Regions from separate parts of the Mus musculus genome. Here region 2 is linked to region 1. The links are chromatin contacts, called in public Hi-C maps. All regions are on one chromosome and are shown on one strand. The core of a region is the stretch at or near the end of the contact, and the rest is flanking DNA. Distances in the headings are between cores, read along the strand shown. Region 1 has its middle 43 kb from the start of Gm25215. Region 2 overlaps Epc2 (enhancer of polycomb homolog 2).

Evidence for each region. A called contact is a pair of places that touch in the nucleus more often than the background predicts.
Region 2: a contact with region 1 is called in a Hi-C map of uterus, with 2.9 times the contacts expected there. The contact joins two enhancer-like sites. A contact is called at or near these places in 8 of 484 Hi-C or Micro-C datasets (the C10 cell line, CD4 T cells, bone marrow-derived macrophages and 5 more), 1 of 115 datasets of contacts at active chromatin or transcription factors (embryonic stem cells) and 1 of 9 other capture datasets (embryonic stem cells).

What each region holds. Positions count from the first base shown.
Region 1 is chr2:49,353,651-49,357,661 of GRCm38.p6, forward strand. No RefSeq gene overlaps it. Among named protein-coding and RNA genes, the nearest start is that of Gm25215, 43 kb to the right of the region's middle. Within about 2 kb of position 2,396, at least 5 of the 459 cell types and tissues checked have an H3K27ac peak or open chromatin away from gene starts, as enhancers often do.
Region 2 is chr2:49,544,491-49,548,298 of GRCm38.p6, forward strand. Epc2 (enhancer of polycomb homolog 2) reads left to right here. Exons shown (of 14, transcript NM_172663.4): 11 at 1,219-1,355; 12 at 2,956-3,115. Among named protein-coding and RNA genes, the nearest start is that of Kif5c, 73 kb to the right of the region's middle. Within about 2 kb of position 2,216, at least 10 of the 459 cell types and tissues checked have an H3K27ac peak or open chromatin away from gene starts, as enhancers often do.

The sequences.
Region 1 (4,011 bases), core at 1,146-3,645:
AGCAGAACCTAGACAAAATGCTAACATTCCCGTGTTTTGGTTTAATTAAAACAGAAAAAAAAATTAGAAAGAGGTGATGGTGGAACAGGAATGTGCTTGTTGCGATCTTTAGCTACTTCCTGCTGATTTGGGGGCAATGTGTCTCTAGGAAACCTAGGAAAATGGGTATGGGAACATTGGTCCAGTCTTAGGAGAATTGGCTGTTTCCTTGGTGTGCAGGGTCTGTGCAACCATCTGTGGATAGATCAGAAGGAATGGGTCCAATAGAAGTGTCTGTGAGAGAAGACTGGAGCATCTGGGGGTTGCTTCTCTTGAGCTGTCCTGGATGTAGTAAGTGCCTGGACTTAACAACACACACACACACACACACACACACACACACACACACACACACACACACACACACATTATAGGTAGAGAATAAAGTTAAGTGTGTTTGGGAGAAAAAAAATTGAAACCCTTAGGTCTTGGTGGTTGGGGGTGAGTCTCAATTCCAGGGAGAGGAATCTCTCCCCCTGAAATAGGTAGGAAGTGGGAACTTTAGGCTATTGACTAGCAGATGTACTTATCTGGAGTCTGTTTGGTCCATGAGAGGTAGAACTGAGTGGGTTTCCTGTAGCTTATGAGTTTACAGAGGAGATAAGAACATGAGTTAACAATATGAACAGTCTTTAAGATGAGCTTATGGGGAACCTTAAGCCTTTCGTGGAGCAGAAGGAACAAGAAGGGCTTTTTCCTTCTGTCTAGGAAACTGAATATACATAATGAGAAACAATTTTAAGTTTATAATTTAGAGACAAAGAATATTCAAAACCTTGACCTTGTGAATATAGTTGATCATAAGAGAAACACCTTAAGTCTATAGTTAAAGTACAATCAAATGAAACTTATATTTGAGTATGATAGCTTATATTATAGATTCAGCATGAAACACTTTACACTTAGTTAAAAGACAATCAAGAAAACTTAAAATTTGGGGGCTGGCGAGATGGCTCAGTGGTTAAGAGCACCAACTGCTCTTCCAAAGGTCCTGAGTTCAAACCCCAGCAACCATATGGTGGCTCACAACCATCTGTAACGAAATCTGATGGCCCTCTTCTGGAGTGTCTGAAGACAGCTACAGAGTACTTACTGTAATATAATAAATAAATAAATAAATAAATAAAATATATAATAAATCAATAAAATAAAATAGAAGAAAAAAAAGAAAACTTAAATTTTGAATTTGTGATTATACATTGGATCGTATAGTGGAATGTCTTATTAGGGTTAGGCCAATACTTAAGAACTCTGCTGGTCAGTGTTAGGACAATGGGATAGCAAGAAGAGGAAATATGAAGCAGTTAGTTGCTGGAAACTGAGCTCAGGTAAGGAAGTGACAGGTTACACCTGTGAAAGCTTACATCTGAACTTGTGCATCATTTGTCATGAAGTCTGTAAGAAACCTGGCAGTCTTAGCCAGTGAACAAGTTTATTAGTGTAGTAGTAAGGAGCTAGGTCTGTTTTCTAACTGTCAAGCTACTGTTAGCTTAGCTGTCAATGAGGTCAGAAATCTGGGGAAGAATAAATTATAATCTAGGAGCCATGTATTAATTAAAAATGACAGAGTTCATCTATAGTCCACTGCCTAAACAGTTCCCAGGTCCCTGTGGTCTCCATAGCAACTTCAAGCCCAGAATGTGGAGAGCTCCCCCCCCCCCCCCCCCGTGGAATAGACACATGTGAAATGAGAAACGACCCACCTTGACTTAAGGCAATATGAGGCATTTGACTCTTAGGATATCCAGTTTTGCCCACAGTGTTACTCGGTGGTTATCATACCACAATCCAGGCAGTCTCTTGTAGCTATGTCCATTATCCTCTGAGATCTTTTGTTAGGCTTTGGGAGGTTCTGTCTGTCATAAGCTGAAATGTTCATAATTGGCAGACTTCTGACAAGATTGAGAACAGTATCTACTGGTCATATCTGAGTTAGACAAGAGAGTACACTAGAATCTAATGACAGTAGCAAAACTCATTTACCAAGGCAGGGATACACCAAAAACCTTAACTGTTCAGTGACTTTGACAGGTTGCATTAGCATTAGCAGAGAAACACTTGGCTTAGAGTTGGTGGCAAACCTGGGTGGTTACTAGCAATCCCCGAGTCAAGGCACCAAATGTTGTGTTAGAAGGCGGCTCATATCCGGACAGATCACACCAAGCCAGCACAGTCCCACGAGAAGAGGTTTATTGGGGGTGGGGGAGGAGTGAGGAAGAGAAGAAGAAGGGAAAGAAGGGGCGAGGAGTTGGGGGTCTCTGCCTTTTATTTGGGCTGTGACGTAGTCACATGCTTCACCGCACACAGGTGAGTCACACAGGTGAGGAGCACGCTGGGAGTGTGTGGCGGTTGCCATGGCAACATACACAAGAGGGTCCTTGTCACCTAGGGGTGATGTCAACATTGGATTCAGAGGCAACTGGTGACCGCAAAGCAGTTTCTGATGCCAACGCCATTGTCCCACACAGCAGAAATAGAAGCAGCAGCAGCTGGGTAGGCCCAGCACAGTCTGAGCTCTAGGAAGGACTTCCAGGAAGCAGGCCCTGGTGTTTCCTCCCCTTTCCTAAGAACTTGCCTCTAAATTCATGTTGCCTCTCTGGCCTGGGCCAAATCCCCTTCATCAAGGGCTATTCAGTCCAAGCCTGAGATCTCCACCTCTGTAATGGCCCTCATCTATAGGTAGAAGAACAAAAGGCTCTTACTTCTCAGAGGGGTGGGGTGAAGAAGGAGGTGGGAGGTTGGAGACATCCCTTGGTCATGTATCAAAGAAGATTTTGCATTTTCATAGAAATAACGATTGCTAAAAAAATATTGCTGTTTGGGAGAAACACAGACCCATCTATGCACAGGGTTTACATATTTACAATGATATTATGGTCCCTTAGAATACTCAGCATCAAACAAACAAGCCAGCTTGGAACCCCTGTACCACTCAGATAAACACAAAATGCTTTCGTGCTTCTTACCTCCGCTCTGACAAGAGTCCTCCTGGTCCCTCTTGTTCCACTCTGGCTCTAGCAACCAAAAAGTAGGAACATGACTTCCCCAGTAGGAGATAGATGAAGCCTGATACTTTTATTTAAAAAATAAGTTTCTTCTATAGCTCTTTTAGTCAAGCCCAGAGTAACATGAATTGAGCCAGGACCTGAAGAGCTGATGCTAAGCCAGGACCTGAAGAGCTGATGCTAAGCACTGCCATTCACCAGTAGCATGGGATCTGCTTGGACGCCTCCTGCTCTTAGTCTGAACCTGCATACTACTATTTGCCCTTCCTCCTTTGTGGGTTTTATGAGAAGCAGATGGTACACATAAAAGCGTTGTCCAGGACGGGCCGTGAGGTACCGCCACAGGAACTGTCAAAGCAGGGGCCACCTCTTCTCCATCCTCCCACAGCGGCTCCTCTGCCTCAGCTAAGGCTGCCTGTGCCCAGGAAGGTCCTCCCTTCCTGACCCATGGGCCCAATGCAGGGAAAGGAGGATGGAAAAAAGGCCACCAATCCCTAAACTTTCTACAGAAACCCACCAATCCCTGAGCTCCCCAAGCTCAGGACTTGAAATCCCACCAATCCTCACCCTGGAAATCTCTGCCCAGAAAAGCTCCGCAGGCATCTATAGGCTTTGAACTGCACATGGACTTGATCTTTTCCCAGTCCTAGGAGCAAAGAGTTTGACTTAAGGTCTGGCCAAGGAATACTTGCCAGCTTCCCAGCCTCCTCCCACCAGGGACTGGTCTCCAGATCCCATTCAGTTCTTTGGAACTATTTTTTTTTTAACGTATTTTGTTTAGAACCTTCACTTTCACACACAGTATGGTAACCATCACTTGAGAGCATTATCTAGTGAAATCTCTTCTCCCAGCTTGCAAAAGTCAAAGCAATTATACCAAATTCTAAGAAGTGTAATAAATAAGTGACTATATATTCAATCCATCAAGTGCCAATTTCCTCTTCCACGTGTCTTTCATCTTCACTTT
Region 2 (3,808 bases), core at 966-3,465, 190 kb after region 1:
ATTGACTGGCGTTATTCGGTTTCTTCCCAGAGGTACTGTAGGACTTTATAGTAATAACCCTTTTTCTAACTCAGTTTTCCCTATAATCACCAAGATCCCTAGGGCACATTCTTGGAGTAGACAGTAAATTATTACTAATTGAGTAAAATAGAAAAGAAATTGTTTTTAAAAAAATAAGTAAAATTAGGCTAGCGATGTAGCTCTGTGGTGGGATTAGTTTAGCCGAAGATGTGGACCCCATAGCACTGCAAGGAGAAAAGAAAGGATTTAAGAGTATGTGTATTCTGGTGTCTCTGGAGACTTATATTCAAAATGAGTGCTAATTTCTATGAAAATACCTTGTGTTCGCTATATTGGCTCATCACTTAAATATGAGTTCATGAAATTTCATTTACATTTCTTTGAGAAAAAAAAAAAGTACCTATTGTAACTCTTTGAACTGATCCTTCTGTCAGCTTAAGAAAACAGGGATATTGCTTTTACTTAAAACCCATAGCTTCGTACACTCTTCAGAGCATTGTTGGTTGCACCTGAAGGGTCCACTATAACTCTAGTTTTCTTAAAATATCTCCTTCCCAGCCCTTACTTTATAGAATTTATTTAGACATTGACTACACTGGCTCACACTGGGGCTTATGGCTGTTGAATGTGATTGTTTTCTACTCCAATTTAGAATCAGAACAGAAAATATTTTCACTTAAGTGTCATAAAAACCAGCAGAAGTCACTTGTCTCTTATTAAGGCTGTAACTTGATTATTATTTATATCTACAGTAGTAAATGCATATATTTATCATTATTATTACTACTGTTATTCCATGGGCATCCTAAAGAAAGACTGCAAAGCTGAGGCCAGCATGATGGCTCAGTGAGTAAAGAAAGACACTTGCCACCAAGCCTGATGACTGACTTCTATCCTCTGACTTCTGTACATACATTGTGATACGCATACACATGCTAAACACACAAATAAACATTTTAAAAGAACACACAAAAATTCAAAAACAGATTTCAATTCCATCGTGTTATACAGTTAAAAACTGCATAGGAACAAAGGAGACTGTGGACATGAACATAGAGCACTCAGAAAGATTCGCCATTGGGATTCTACTTTGCAGATGTCTGTTGTGGCTTGTATTTGCATTCCATCTTTACAGGCTTATGTTGTATTCTGCTTATGTCACTACAAGTACTCTAATACTCTTTTATCCTTTATCAGTAACAGGGGGCATCACAGAAGAGCAGTTTCAGACACATCAACAGCAGCTAGTTCAAATGCAAAGGCAGCAACTTGCGCAGCTTCATCAGAAACAACAATCCCAGCATTCCTCACAGCAGACACATCCAAAAGCACAGGTGACCTTTCACTGTCCTCTTTCTCACGTTCCTACAGGTGACTCTGCTCCTCTGTCCCCGAGTTTGAGAATTAACCCAGATTTTCTTTTATTAAGTTATCTATTTCTGAATAGCTAGTTTCTAGACTAGTCTGGTTATTTGAGAGCTAAATGTGGTAGTTTTTGTTTAGGAAGAATTACTAGTTTTTAGAAGGATTGTTGAGAGTTTATAAAATAATTAGCTATTTTTTAAACCCCCCTCATTTTTTTTCAAGAATATGGCTTTTCTAACCTCTTCATGTTTATACTTAAGTCCTATGTCAGTACAGCTTAGAAGGAGAAGGAATTCAGTTAAATTATGTGGTAAATCTAAGCTTCACAGGCCCCCTTGCCTGTGTGAATCACATTTCCCTGAAGGGAAAAAGAAATGCCACGTGCCACCAGAAGTTCCTAGACATCCATAAATACAGACACAAGTGATAAAAGTGAAAATGCTGTAAAAGACTGCAGGAACCAACCCAGCAAAAGCAAACCTTGAGATGAGCCTTGGGAGACTCCTTGTGGGCCGTGGCTGCTAGAACTGTACAAGAACACGGTACTGTTGCTTTAGGCCATTGAAAGCAAAACAAAAATAAAAGGACTTAGTCTCAAAGTTGAATTGGCAAAATAAACTTCACATTTAAGGTCTGAAATTTTGTTGTCCATAATTTTAAAGAGCAAGAATCTCTGTAATAACTAAGACTAACACCATTCAGTCACACACTTTGAGTTCTCAGACCAAGGTCTACCAACAATGCTTTAGTTCATCCTCAAGAGTCTGTCCTTTTACATTAAAGTCTTGAGTTGACACCATGGAAATCTTGATGAGCCACACCCCTGTGACAGTACTGGTAGATCTGGACTTGGCTTATAGCCTGCAGCTATCTATGTTAGTACCAGCCAGTTCTACACAGAAGCGTGGAAGAGTGGCCATTGTACTTCGTTTGGCTTGGTGTTTTTGAATCTCTTCAGGTAACTACCCTGAAGTGTTTGCAGACTGTTTCAAAGCTGAGTCCGTCTAGGTATTTACATTGTGATAGACTGGTTATGAGTCATGGCTGGGATTTCATGTCATCCAGTGTCTACTCATCAAGCAGTTTCTAAAGTATTTATTATTATGTAAGAAGATTAATAGAGCATGGGTTTTTCAGTTTGATAGTTCTTTTTCAGAAATAATTATTTTCTAGTTTCTAGTTATTTTCATGCTTCATATACCAAAAAATTCTGAAGTCTTAAATCTCTCATCTAAAAACGTATTATGACTATGTCTGATTAGAATGGCAATATCCTTTTGAGTGCCACACATTTCTTAATATCATTAATCACATCTAACAAAACAGAGTATAGGGTGCTGGCAGGGTGGCCTAGCAGGTAAAGGCACTTGCTGCTAAGTCTAACTACCTGAGTTGGATCCCTGGAATTGTCATTGTGAAAGAACAGAACCAACTCCTGACAGTTGTCCTCTGACCTCCACACACACACATGCTGTTATTCCCCCACCCCAACACATGCAGAAAAATGGAGAGTGATTAGATAGATAAATAGATGTGGAAAACTGAACTGTGCTGCTATCCGTTTTTTAGGGCTCAAGCACCTCTGACTGTATGTCTAAAACACTTGACTCAGCCAGCGCCCACTTTGCTGCATCTGCAGTGGTCAGTGCTCCTGTTCCAAGTCGCAGTGAGGGATCCAAGGAACAGAACACTGGCCACAACAATATGAATGGTGTTGTCCAGCCTTCAGGTACAACTCGGGTTTCTGTAATACTTATTAACTTAAAATTGCTACTCATCAAGTTGGGTTTGATTTTTTTCATATACACAGGGGAAATGTATACAGTGCTGTTCAGAATGCCTTGGACTGATACAAATGAATAGCTGAGTGTTTCCCAGAATTCTCACTGTACCTTCTATCTACCTATCCATCCATTCTGATTCCATTCATGACTCTCAGTTGCCTCACATGTTAGGAAAGCCATTGAGTTCATTGTTAACCACCCCTATTGGATCATCTATAAATTGTTTATAAAGTGAAATAAAAACAGCACAGTCTGTTAAAAAGTCTGAAGTCGGGTTTGCAATCCCACGTGCACATGCAGAAAGACACTTCCCCCCACTCCTCCTCTGATACGTTGCAGCTGTGAAAGCCACTTGCTGCTTACTGCCCGACCCCAAAGACGTGCTGCTTGGTCCTCTCACAGCTCCCAAGCTCAGACTTCTCTGGGTTTGTTTATATGTACTCAGGATCACTTTGTTTTTTACCCCTTTCTGTAGTCTGCCCTTGCTGATCCTGTGTGCCTATAAATCCTTAGGAAAACACAGCTATCATTTTCATCTGTCCTGTTGTATTTATCTCCAGAGTTGCCACATACAGAGGGAGCAAATGCCACATACAGAGGGAGCAAAATGCTTTGGAAATCTCCTTATATGACTGTGA